Regions from separate parts of the Oryctolagus cuniculus genome. Here region 2 is linked to region 1. Evidence: chromatin contacts called from public Hi-C data. All regions are on one chromosome and are shown on one strand. Each heading gives the region's core, a stretch centred on a gene start, on an enhancer-like site or on the middle of the called end of the contact. The rest is flanking DNA. Distances are from core to core; before and after follow the strand shown. Region 1 holds the start of TGFBR2 (transforming growth factor beta receptor 2). Region 2 overlaps TGFBR2 (transforming growth factor beta receptor 2).

Evidence for each region. A called contact is a pair of places that touch in the nucleus more often than the background predicts.
Region 2: a contact with region 1 is called in a Hi-C map of an unstated tissue, with 2.6 times the contacts expected there. The contact joins the enhancer-like site here to the promoter of TGFBR2 in region 1. A contact is called at or near these places in 2 of 6 Hi-C or Micro-C datasets (psoas muscle and an unstated tissue).

What each region holds. Positions count from the first base shown.
Region 1 is chr4:167,220,929-167,225,739 of mOryCun1.1, forward strand. It overlaps TGFBR2 (transforming growth factor beta receptor 2), which reads left to right and starts at 2,910. Exons shown (of 7, transcript NM_001177748.1): 1 at 2,910-3,003. The coding sequence starts at 2,910.
Region 2 is chr4:167,273,467-167,278,278 of mOryCun1.1, forward strand. The region is part of intron 3 of TGFBR2 (transforming growth factor beta receptor 2); the gene reads left to right. Among named protein-coding and RNA genes, the nearest start is that of TGFBR2, 52 kb to the left of the region's middle. Within about 2 kb of position 2,190, at least 4 of the 8 cell types and tissues checked have an H3K27ac peak or open chromatin away from gene starts, as enhancers often do.

The DNA of each region.
Region 1 (4,811 bases), core at 1,660-4,159:
TTTTAACTTCCTATGTGAATACCCACAAAATTATAGTGGTAATGTATTTTGCTTCCATTTCATAGAAAACTGAAGATTAAATTAGAAATGCCAAGGCACATGAAATTAAAGTGAACATGAGTGATGTAGGATGAGAAAGACCACCTTAAACTTCCCATCATGGAGTCAAGTACCTGGGACCCGGCCTCCGATCATATAACACATCTGTTTGTGATACCAACAGAAAAGAAAGCCTTGGGAATCCATTGGGCATTTGTTTGCTTCAGGTGTTTTGGTGAGTAGAGAAGGACATTTATGGTGTCCAGAGGAACTTGGGCAAATCTAGGAAAAGAAAAAAAGCCCACACACTTCTCCATTCTTAAGAAAATGAGGTATTGTTGACATCACCCTCTGCTGAAATCTCGTGTTTATATTTCAAATTATTAGGTAACAGAATGCCTCCTCCAGAGCTGTAAAGCAACTAGGACAACTGAGTACTAGTGTCTTTTGCCTCTTCATTATCTTAGCCATCCAATGATTCCACAAATATTCATTAAACACCTGTTCTGTGTTAGGTGCTGGGCTACAATAGTAAGTTAAAGGAAATTTACAATGCCTGCCCTCAGGAAATTTGAAGCTGAGCGGGTGGATAGGAACAGAAATGAAAGAAAGACACAAATAATTAGAGTTGCAGTGAGTTCTACCAAAAGAAGGGCCTGTGGTGCCAAGAGAACTTAGAATAAAGGATGTACTTATGAAAGTCGGGGGAAGACCATCTATCAAGGAAGTCATGATTCAATCAGGGAAGAGCTGCAACGGGCTGGGTGAGAGGAGAGAAGAGGAAATCCACCCTGGGCATGAGGACAAGGAGGCGTGTTCATGGAATGCAGAGGACTCTGCCTGCAAGGAGGAAAATCCACAGGAAAGGGTAGAGGAGAGGTAGGGGCTTCAAGTGCTGCTGGAGGATCCGGTTTCTAGCTTCTCTCTGTCTCATAAGCAGTGGGCAGCCATTCAGTGATACTGATGAGAGGGCTGTTATAGATGGGTTTGCTGGGCAGCCATTCAATGATACTAACGAGAGGGCTGTTATAGATGGGTTTGCAGATTGAGAAAACTGACTCTGTTTCAGGTTTGAGAAACTCAATGAAAGGACCCCTGATGCAGGAAGAGCAGGTGGAAGACTCCTGCCCAGGGGGTGGCAGTGGCTCATTCTGGGTGGCTGAGGAGGCCGTGGGGAGAAGATTTCTCCCTCAGTCGTTCTCCAGTGCTGCGGTGGCTCCAGCTTTGGCAAGATTTCTGATGGCCAAAAAGATGCTCAGCCCTCCTGATGGTGCTGCACTCCCTCTGTCCTGAACAGGAGACTTTGGGACCTGATGTGTTCCTAGGGCACAGGCAGAGACAGCGTTGCTGCTGGAAGAATCAAAGCTTCAGGTTCCAGCCCCAAGCAGACTGACAGGGTCGAGTTTGGAGCTAGGTGTGTGTTGGGGTGGGGGGGAGTGGGGGTGCATTTGCCTTTCTCCTGGCGAAACTGGCACCTGCTTCTGCAAACTATCTCGCCCTCAGGTAAAGCAACTCCTTGTAGGAAGTGCTGGCAGAGTTGACCAGATGGCTGCACACATTATGTCTTTGAGACCTGGGGCTGGGCTGATCCCATGACCCATGATACAATCAACACACAACTGAAAGAGAAGGGGGCTTCTAAGAGCATTTAACTACCAAACATGTAAATCCAGTGCCTTGGACAAACCTGGGTGCCCTAGCAAGCAGAGAAATCTGAACGTTGACACGGTCCTGTTTGGCACTCTTAGGCATTCTACACACCCAAGGCCAAGTATTCTCTTCTGTCAGCTCCGTTCCTGGAGCGCAAAGGGAACCATTCAGGTGACTCCCAAGCCACTTTTATTTTACATTTTCTGCCAAACTTAAAAATAACGTTCTCCGCCATTGTCGCTCTGTGATGAGTGATCATTCACAATTATCCACCACCCACCTGCAGAGAGAGATGGCTCAAAATGAGGGGCAGTACAGGGGTGGAAAAGCAGAATTTCCTTCTGAATCGGGATCCACACCTTAGCAAGCCCCCCGGGTGCTCACCAAGCACATTCAAGCCTGAATGTCATCTACTGCGACACACATCGCACAGGGTGATGGCACAGGCACGCTGGTACTCACAGCGAACACAAAAGTTTCCTGGAACAATACTAATGAGGGGGGAAAAGCGCTCAGAATTCACTAACTGGCTTTCAGGACTGCTTGGAGTCTCCACTTGCAATTAGAAAGAGTGGCTCTCAAAAACCCAGGAACAAGCCAAATAACGCGGTGGGGTGGTCGGGGTGGGGCTGGGGGCGCTTGGTGGTGGGCTGAGGAAGGTGTAGACACCTGGCATGCACAGACTTTGTGAAGCCCGTGTCCTGGCTCGCTCCGGGGAAGAGCCCGGGAGCCAGGAACTCCTGGGCGGCGTGGGAGGGCTGCGAGGGGCAGCGCACACCCGGCCAAAGTCCGCGCAGGAGCTGGTCCGGGGGCCCTGATTGGCAGGCCCTGAGCGAGCGAGGACTGGAAGCAGGGAGAGAGCGGAGGCTCTGGGCGGCGAGAGGTCCTGCCCAGCTGTTGCGAGGAGTTTCCTGTTTCCCCCGCAGCGCCGGGTGAAGTTGAGTGAGTCACTCGCGCGCACGGACAGACTACACCCCGCGCGCGCACCCGCTCGGGCCGGGAGCCGGCCTCCTGCGCAGCTCCCCTCGGCCGCCGGGGGCCTCCGCCGGCTGCAGGCCCCCTCCTCCCGGCCGGCCGGCGCCACATCTGGCCCGCACATCTGCCGGGGCCCGCGCGGCTCGGGGGTCTCGAGAGGGCGCGGGGTGGGGGTGGGGGGTGGTCCGGGGAGGCGCCGTCCGCTGCGCTCTGGGCTCGGTCTATGACGAGCGGCGGGGTCTGCCATGGGTCGGGGGCTGCTCCGGGGCCTGTGGCCGCTGCACCTCGTCCTGTGGACGCGCATCGCCAGCACGATCCCGCCGCACGTTCAGAAGTCGGGTGAGTAGCGGCCAGCGCCGCGCCGAGGGCGCCGGGGGCCCCTGCGCTGCGCTTGACAGTCGGCCGCGGGCACTGCGCGCTGGGGCGGAAACGGGGAAAGTGGCCCGCGCGGCACCCACGCAGCCCCAGCGAGGGGAAAGTTGGTTCGCAAGGGGGCGCGGGGCCCGCGGGGGGGGCCCCTTTGTGCGAGCCGGGGAGGCGCTGTGCCGGCCGCGGCCCCGCTGAGCCCCCAGTCCCGGAAAGGGAAGTTTGCGAAGTTGGTGATCCAGAGGCGGCCGGGCAGAGGCCGCGCACCTGGGCCCTGGGCGATGCTGCGGGCCCCTCGAGGCTGCCCGAGCCCTCCCCAGCCCCCAGAGGCCGGTTAACCCCGGCTGGAGCGCCTGAAAGTGGCCCCACGGCCCGTCTCCCACCCATCGCCCCCTACGCGCCCCAGGCCGGTTCTTGGCCCCGGGTTTCCTGCATGCATGCCGGAGAAGCGGCGATTTGCAAAGGAAAGTTTTCGGGCGCTGGAGATGGACAGGTAGACGAGGCCTGCTGGGTTGCCCGGTGCAGGCGTGGGTGCCTGGAGCGAGACGTGCCTGCCTCCAGGGAGCTGACTCCTTTCTTTGCAGTTGTCACTCGGGGCCGGCCGAGCAAGGGGTGGCTAGGGTCCTAAATGGGCCGCCCACCTGATCGCTGTCTCTGGAGCTTTTTAAAGGGGGGGGGGGGGTAAAAAATTGCAGGAATTTGGTTCTTAACGACTTGTTATGGAAAGTGCAGAAGCCCCCAGACGTCAGAAGCTGGAATGTTTGCAGCTAGGAGGCACTTAGCCTTCTGCAGCTGGCGGCCCTGCTCCGGGGAGCTTCGGGTTTGGGCGAGCCCTGTCCCTTTCCCAGGCCTCAGTTTTCTCATCTGTAAAATGACGTGGTGGGAGCTGGATCGTCTCACATCCCCTCCATCTGTGACGTCTGAGCAGCGCCTGCACCCTCGCCCCCCCACCCCCCCGGCACCCTTGGGTGACTGGCAGATACTGCGCATCAATTTTGGTGGAAAGGTGCATGAAAGACCAGCTCGCCCAGAGGCAGGGGGTTTTACTTGCCCCGTGACACAGGCATGCGTACCTGTAGAATTGTCTAGACTAAAAGGCAAGACGCTCTAAAGGGTGCATTTCAAAGTATGGAGGAAGACCGGGAGCTTTGGAGTGTGTGGCTCGTACTGAGGGTGGCATGGAGATCTGAGTTTTTAATGGACTCAGAAGGAGCCCTGTGGCATGCAAAAAAAAAAAAAAAAAACCTTCTGACACAGATATGAATTCTATGGTTTATGCAATCACAAAGCTTTGCTCTTGGCTGCTTTCTTACACTGAAAAAACAGAATGTTCCACCGTCTCTGGTTTGACTGCAAACTCTTAAAAACTGAGTTATATTTTGCTAATAACTTCTAAAACACCGCTAATTTTCTGTCTGCATTAAAAAAAAAATCCTCGTTGAAACGTTGGTTCAGATGACAAAGATTAGCAGGCCCTGATTTTGTTAGTTAACTTTTGTTTACGAGGATAAGATTTATGATTTGCAAATTCCAGACTCAATAGTTCCGTGAGTCAGTTTCATTTCATCTATACACACACTTTTAAACAATTAGTTTAAACGCCTGCTGGCTTTTTATTTGGTTTTTTGAACAGTTGTGCAGAGCCTAGAGATACCATATGGTGATAGAATTGAACTTTCAAAATGGTTGCATGAAGGAATCATTCTGAATTTTATTCATTTGGTCAAATTAAATTTTTCAAAGATGGTTGAGGTCTGCAGACAGCTCTAGAGTGAAGATGA
Region 2 (4,812 bases), core at 940-3,439, 52 kb after region 1:
CCTTAAGAAGCGTGGGGCTGACACAGTTTGTTTCTCGGCTGTTTGTTATGATCGTCTGCAGGAGCTGGATCCATGGAAGGCCAGAGAGGACCCAAGGAGGGCATACCTCTCAGCCCCTTCCAGCACCCCAGTGATTGGCTCCCTGGCTATCATACTTTTCCTCCTTGGAACTAAACTGATTATTCTAGAAAATGGCAGGCAATGCTGTGGCCTTGTAGGAAAGGGAGTTAGCACTGGACTCAAGTCTTAGATGTTCAACAGTTTGCTTGCAAGGCTGGAGGCCCACGCCCGCCTTAGCTGAAGTGCAGCAAGGTGGCCTCAAGCCCAGGGACCCCGCCGTGGAAACTCACGGATCATAGTAGTGACCATTGCTGCCCTGGATTGAAGCCCTCTGTGGGTGTGCTCACCTGTGCCAGCCACTTGCAGGTGTGTCATTTTGTTTCCTTGAGTCATAACTTTTCTATGCTGAAATGAAACCCATGGAATGAACTCATCCCAAGGCTTGACAAAGAAATGGGTCTCCCAGGACTACTGGGGATTTCCCAAGAGCTCACAGTTGGCTCCCCACATTCTGCCCACAGGAGAACCATACAGAAATCAGAGTCTCTTCCCTTCTTCCAGGAATGCCCTCCCTCCCGTGTTCCCATATCAGCCTCACACACACAGGAGGCTTTGCACACAAGAGGCTGTCTGAACTGTTCACTGAACAGCAGCCCAGGCTCACCCTTGAGCAAGTCCTTGGCAAAAAGCACAACCTGAGGCTAACCCTGTCCCCCTGTCTCTGAGAATCGATGCTTGCAAGTGACGGCCCGTGGGATACTCGTCTTCCAGTAGACAACATAGGAGAGAGTAAGAGCGTGATCTTCCGTGCGAGAGGACCTGGCGTCCCCACTCTGCCTGTCCTTGGGTGAATGACTTCACTTCATTTTCCCTATTGAAAAATGGGCATCGAAACAATAACGACCCTAAATAGGGTTTTGAAGAGGATTTGTTTATGTAACTTGGTGCCCAGCACCGAGCACGTGTTCAAAATGGCACTCTTGTCCCAGCAGACTTGGATGTCTCCCCTTTGAGGTTAGCCCGGTACCAACACCATGTGCTCCCCCGCTCCTGGGCCTGTGCGTACTTAGGTGTGGTGCAGCCCTGTGAATCAAAGGGATGTGTTCACTGAATAGAAGGCTGCTGGGGAGCTGCTCCCTGCATGAGGAAGCCGGGAGAAGTCCTTCCAGCAATCCATCTTGGAAAGATCGCTCTCCCCCTGAGGACCCGTTTGCTTCTGGTCTTGCGGACACTTGGAGGCATCTGGAACAGAGGTCAGCAAGCTGCTTTGATGAAGGCCTTGAGCACTCATGTGTTCAGCTCTGTAGGGTGTGGAGTCCGTGGTGCAGCCAGCTCTGCTCTGCTCTTGAAGCAGCCACACAGAGGATGTGAGTGGAGGGATGTGGCCGTGTTGATGCAGTTTCATTCACGGAGCAGGTGCCAGGCCAGCCCTGATGGAGACAAGGAAATGAGAATGTTTACGGATTTCCCAGTTCAACACTATCACTAAAGCTGAGTCAAACCCAGTCTTGCTTCACACACGCATGTTGTACACAACTACCTCCCTTGCTTACCTGTCTCCTCACCTTGATACTTCATTTGTCATAATTCCAGCTCCTGTTTTGACTTTTCCACTGTGTCTGTTTGTCAAGATCTGTAGTGGTTTTGGTCCTTTTTTTTTCTTTATATGGAATAGGACAGGACTCTAAATAATAAATGCATTAGTTGCATGTAGCTAGCTTAGAAGCCACTTCTGACTCCAAGTTCAACCTACGCGGTTCAGTAGGAATGGAGAAATACACGGTGCCCGGGTGGTGTGTGTCGCTGAGCTGTGAGCTCTGTGGCTTTACAAGTTAGTGTGGGGGTGCAGCTCTCTAACCTGAGATGTTGAAAGAAGTGGGGAGAGGAAGACTTCTCTAGCGACAGTCTCATTCCCTGCTCTCTCGTTGTTGTAGAATTTCTTTAAAATGAAAACAGCCTCTTTGGTTTGCAAGCTCGACCAACCCTGGCAGGAAGACAAATGATTTTTTTACAGTATCAGACACGCGGTTTCCTGTCTATGTTTAACTCGCTAGCAGAACATCTCAGCCAGCTGGTTCCCTCTGGGCCCATTGTGACCTTAATGACGTGGCCTCAGGCCATCCAGCGAGCCCATTCTGTGTGCTGGTCACAGGCCCGAGTGCTTTATTGACCGGCATTGCTGACGGAGAGTAAGGGAAGACTTTGGCATGCAGTCCCCGCTCTCCCAAACCTCATCTAGTGTTTGTGCAGCTCCAGTATCAGGGAGCTGGCTTCTTAGGGGGGAACTCTTCGTTCTTGCCTGAAAGACATGAGACGAATAAATGGTGCTCCGGCAGCTCTGGAGGCGTCTGGTCCTGCTGCCGTTGAACCGTACACTTCCTTCTCAGAATAGCTGCTGGCCAGCTGTGCCTTTTCGTTTCGAAAGAAACAAACCAGATTTACTTCCCGATCTAAATGCAGAAGGCAAAAATAAAGAAAGAAAGAAAGAAATGGAACTATGGTTGAGAAAAGTCGAGGAAGAGAATTGTGGATTTAAGGCCCAAGTCTGGTCGCGGGGAAATCATTATTTGAGGTGAGGCCTCCTTCGCAGCTGAGGGAGGCTTGGGTTAGCACGCTCTGAATCTGGCCACGTGCCCACGTGTGGCCAAGGGAACAAAGACCGTGCGTGCCAGAGAGCACTGTGACTCAGCCCAGTGAAGCGTAGAATGTGTGTGAAAAGGCGGAAGATAGAGCCACTTGGCTTTTGTAGATTTTTCTCTTTTTTTTGCCATAAGCAGCAAAGTAAACAAGGATGTGCTGAGGCCAGTTGTGGTCCCTGGTAGAGAACTTTGAGCCCCACTCTGAGTCATGGCACATGTCCACACTGTGGACACAGACTGTCTCCAGATCCGTCCACTGGGTGCCAGGCCCAGGAGCAGTGCGTCCCTCAGGCTGACTTAGGCTTGGTGATGCTGCTGCAGTCTCATGTCTCTCTGTGTCCGCCCATGAGTCTGGACAGATGGGGTCGACCGAGCTGTGCTCTGCGCGGGTCCCATTGTCCCCTCAGGGGAAAGCACACCGGGAGCCAGCTGAGCACTGGGAAGCTGACTTTATCCCCACCCATGACGGAGTCCAGAGGCCGCGATAGTTCCGTTTGGACATCTGGTTGCTTGACCTCTGGCAAGTCTCCTCTGATCCTAAATCACTTCTCCACGTTGCTAATTATGTGGAATCTCAATTTTAGCAGCAGTAATTATGCATATCTAAAAAAATAGTGCTAACTTTAAAGAAAGAATTCTTGTTTGCTTTTCTACTTAATAACTACACACACGTACACAAAGTACTTCAAAAAGTCCCTGAGAAAATGTAATTAAAAATAGATCTACTCTGCAGCAAAATATTTAGAAATCTATGCATAGTTGTTCCATTATCTGCATTTTTATGAACTTTTTGAAGATCCCTCATCGCATGGATTTTAAAAATGTTTTGCACCAAAATAAACTTTTAAAAATTCAGGTTTCCCGGAAAATTTTGAAATGCTTTCATTCACGTTCTTCTTGCCTTGTTGGGGGATTTCCTGGGTTCCAGGGTCAAGAACAATTGATCCAAAATTTAATCATTAAAATTCCTTGCATCTCCAGGCTCCAGCCTATTCGAAATCCGTGCTTCTCCCGCCAGGCTGCTGTCTGATGTTCTCAGCCTCGGCTGCACATTGGAAACACCTGAAGAGCTTTAAAACCCACTCATTAACTGGGTCTTATTCCTGCAGTTTCGGACTTCATTGGTCTGGGGCCTGGTATCAGGATTTTTTTTTTCTTATTCTCCAGGATATTCCACCATGCAGCCAGCACTGGGAGCCACTAGACTCAAAACAGTGTGTTCTGCCAAACCTTTTTATATTCTCCATCGTGTTCCGCATAGAACCTGGACAGGGACAGTAACAATTAGAGAATGGCAAACACCACAGGAAGTAGGCGAAACGCAGCTGTCTGAGGCTAGAGGAGAAAAACAAACAACTAAACACCTGTGTCACCCCATCCCAAGCAGTCGCGGGATTCTTTCATTTAGAATATTGTGTTTTTTATAGTTTACAAGCACTTACTCCAGACAAGTCCAAGGGCCTCGCTGGGACTAGGCATCTGAGGTTTCAGAAATGATTAAATTACACATTACTGAGACCTGCGGCGTGACTGAAAGGTGGGATGGCAAGGGGTGCATGGTTTTAGCAGGTGAAGATCCTTGGGGGCGTGGGGGAGCTACAGAAAACTCCAGTTCAGGTGCTCAGCCAGGAGAGATGGGGGCTCTGGTGGCGTGAAGACCGCACGTGTCCAGTCTGCTTGGTGGACGAGATGCCGGATTACCAGGGAGGAAGCTGCTAGCTGCTTCCAGGTTTCCTGAACACACAAAGAGCCTGTAGACAGCACAAGACGTTTATCCAGACACGTGGCCAGAGCTGAATTACAGAGTCAGGGCAGGTGGAGATCCTAACAAAACCCAAACTCAGGATACTGGAACACAGAGAGGAAAGGAAAAAAATAAATAAATAAACCAAACCTCCTCCGAAGAACACGGCAGGCTGCAGGCTCTGGCCGTGGAGTGACAGTGGGGTCATTATTTCCTGGTCCGTCTTGACACCTTTCAGGGATCTGGTTGTGTTGGACTTCCTGTGAAGTCCCAGGGGCAGAAGCAGCAGGAATCGCCATCCCCCAGGAGGAACGTGAGGGCTGAAAAGCACAGGACTGAGCCGGCAAGTGTAAGATCAGACACAGGTCC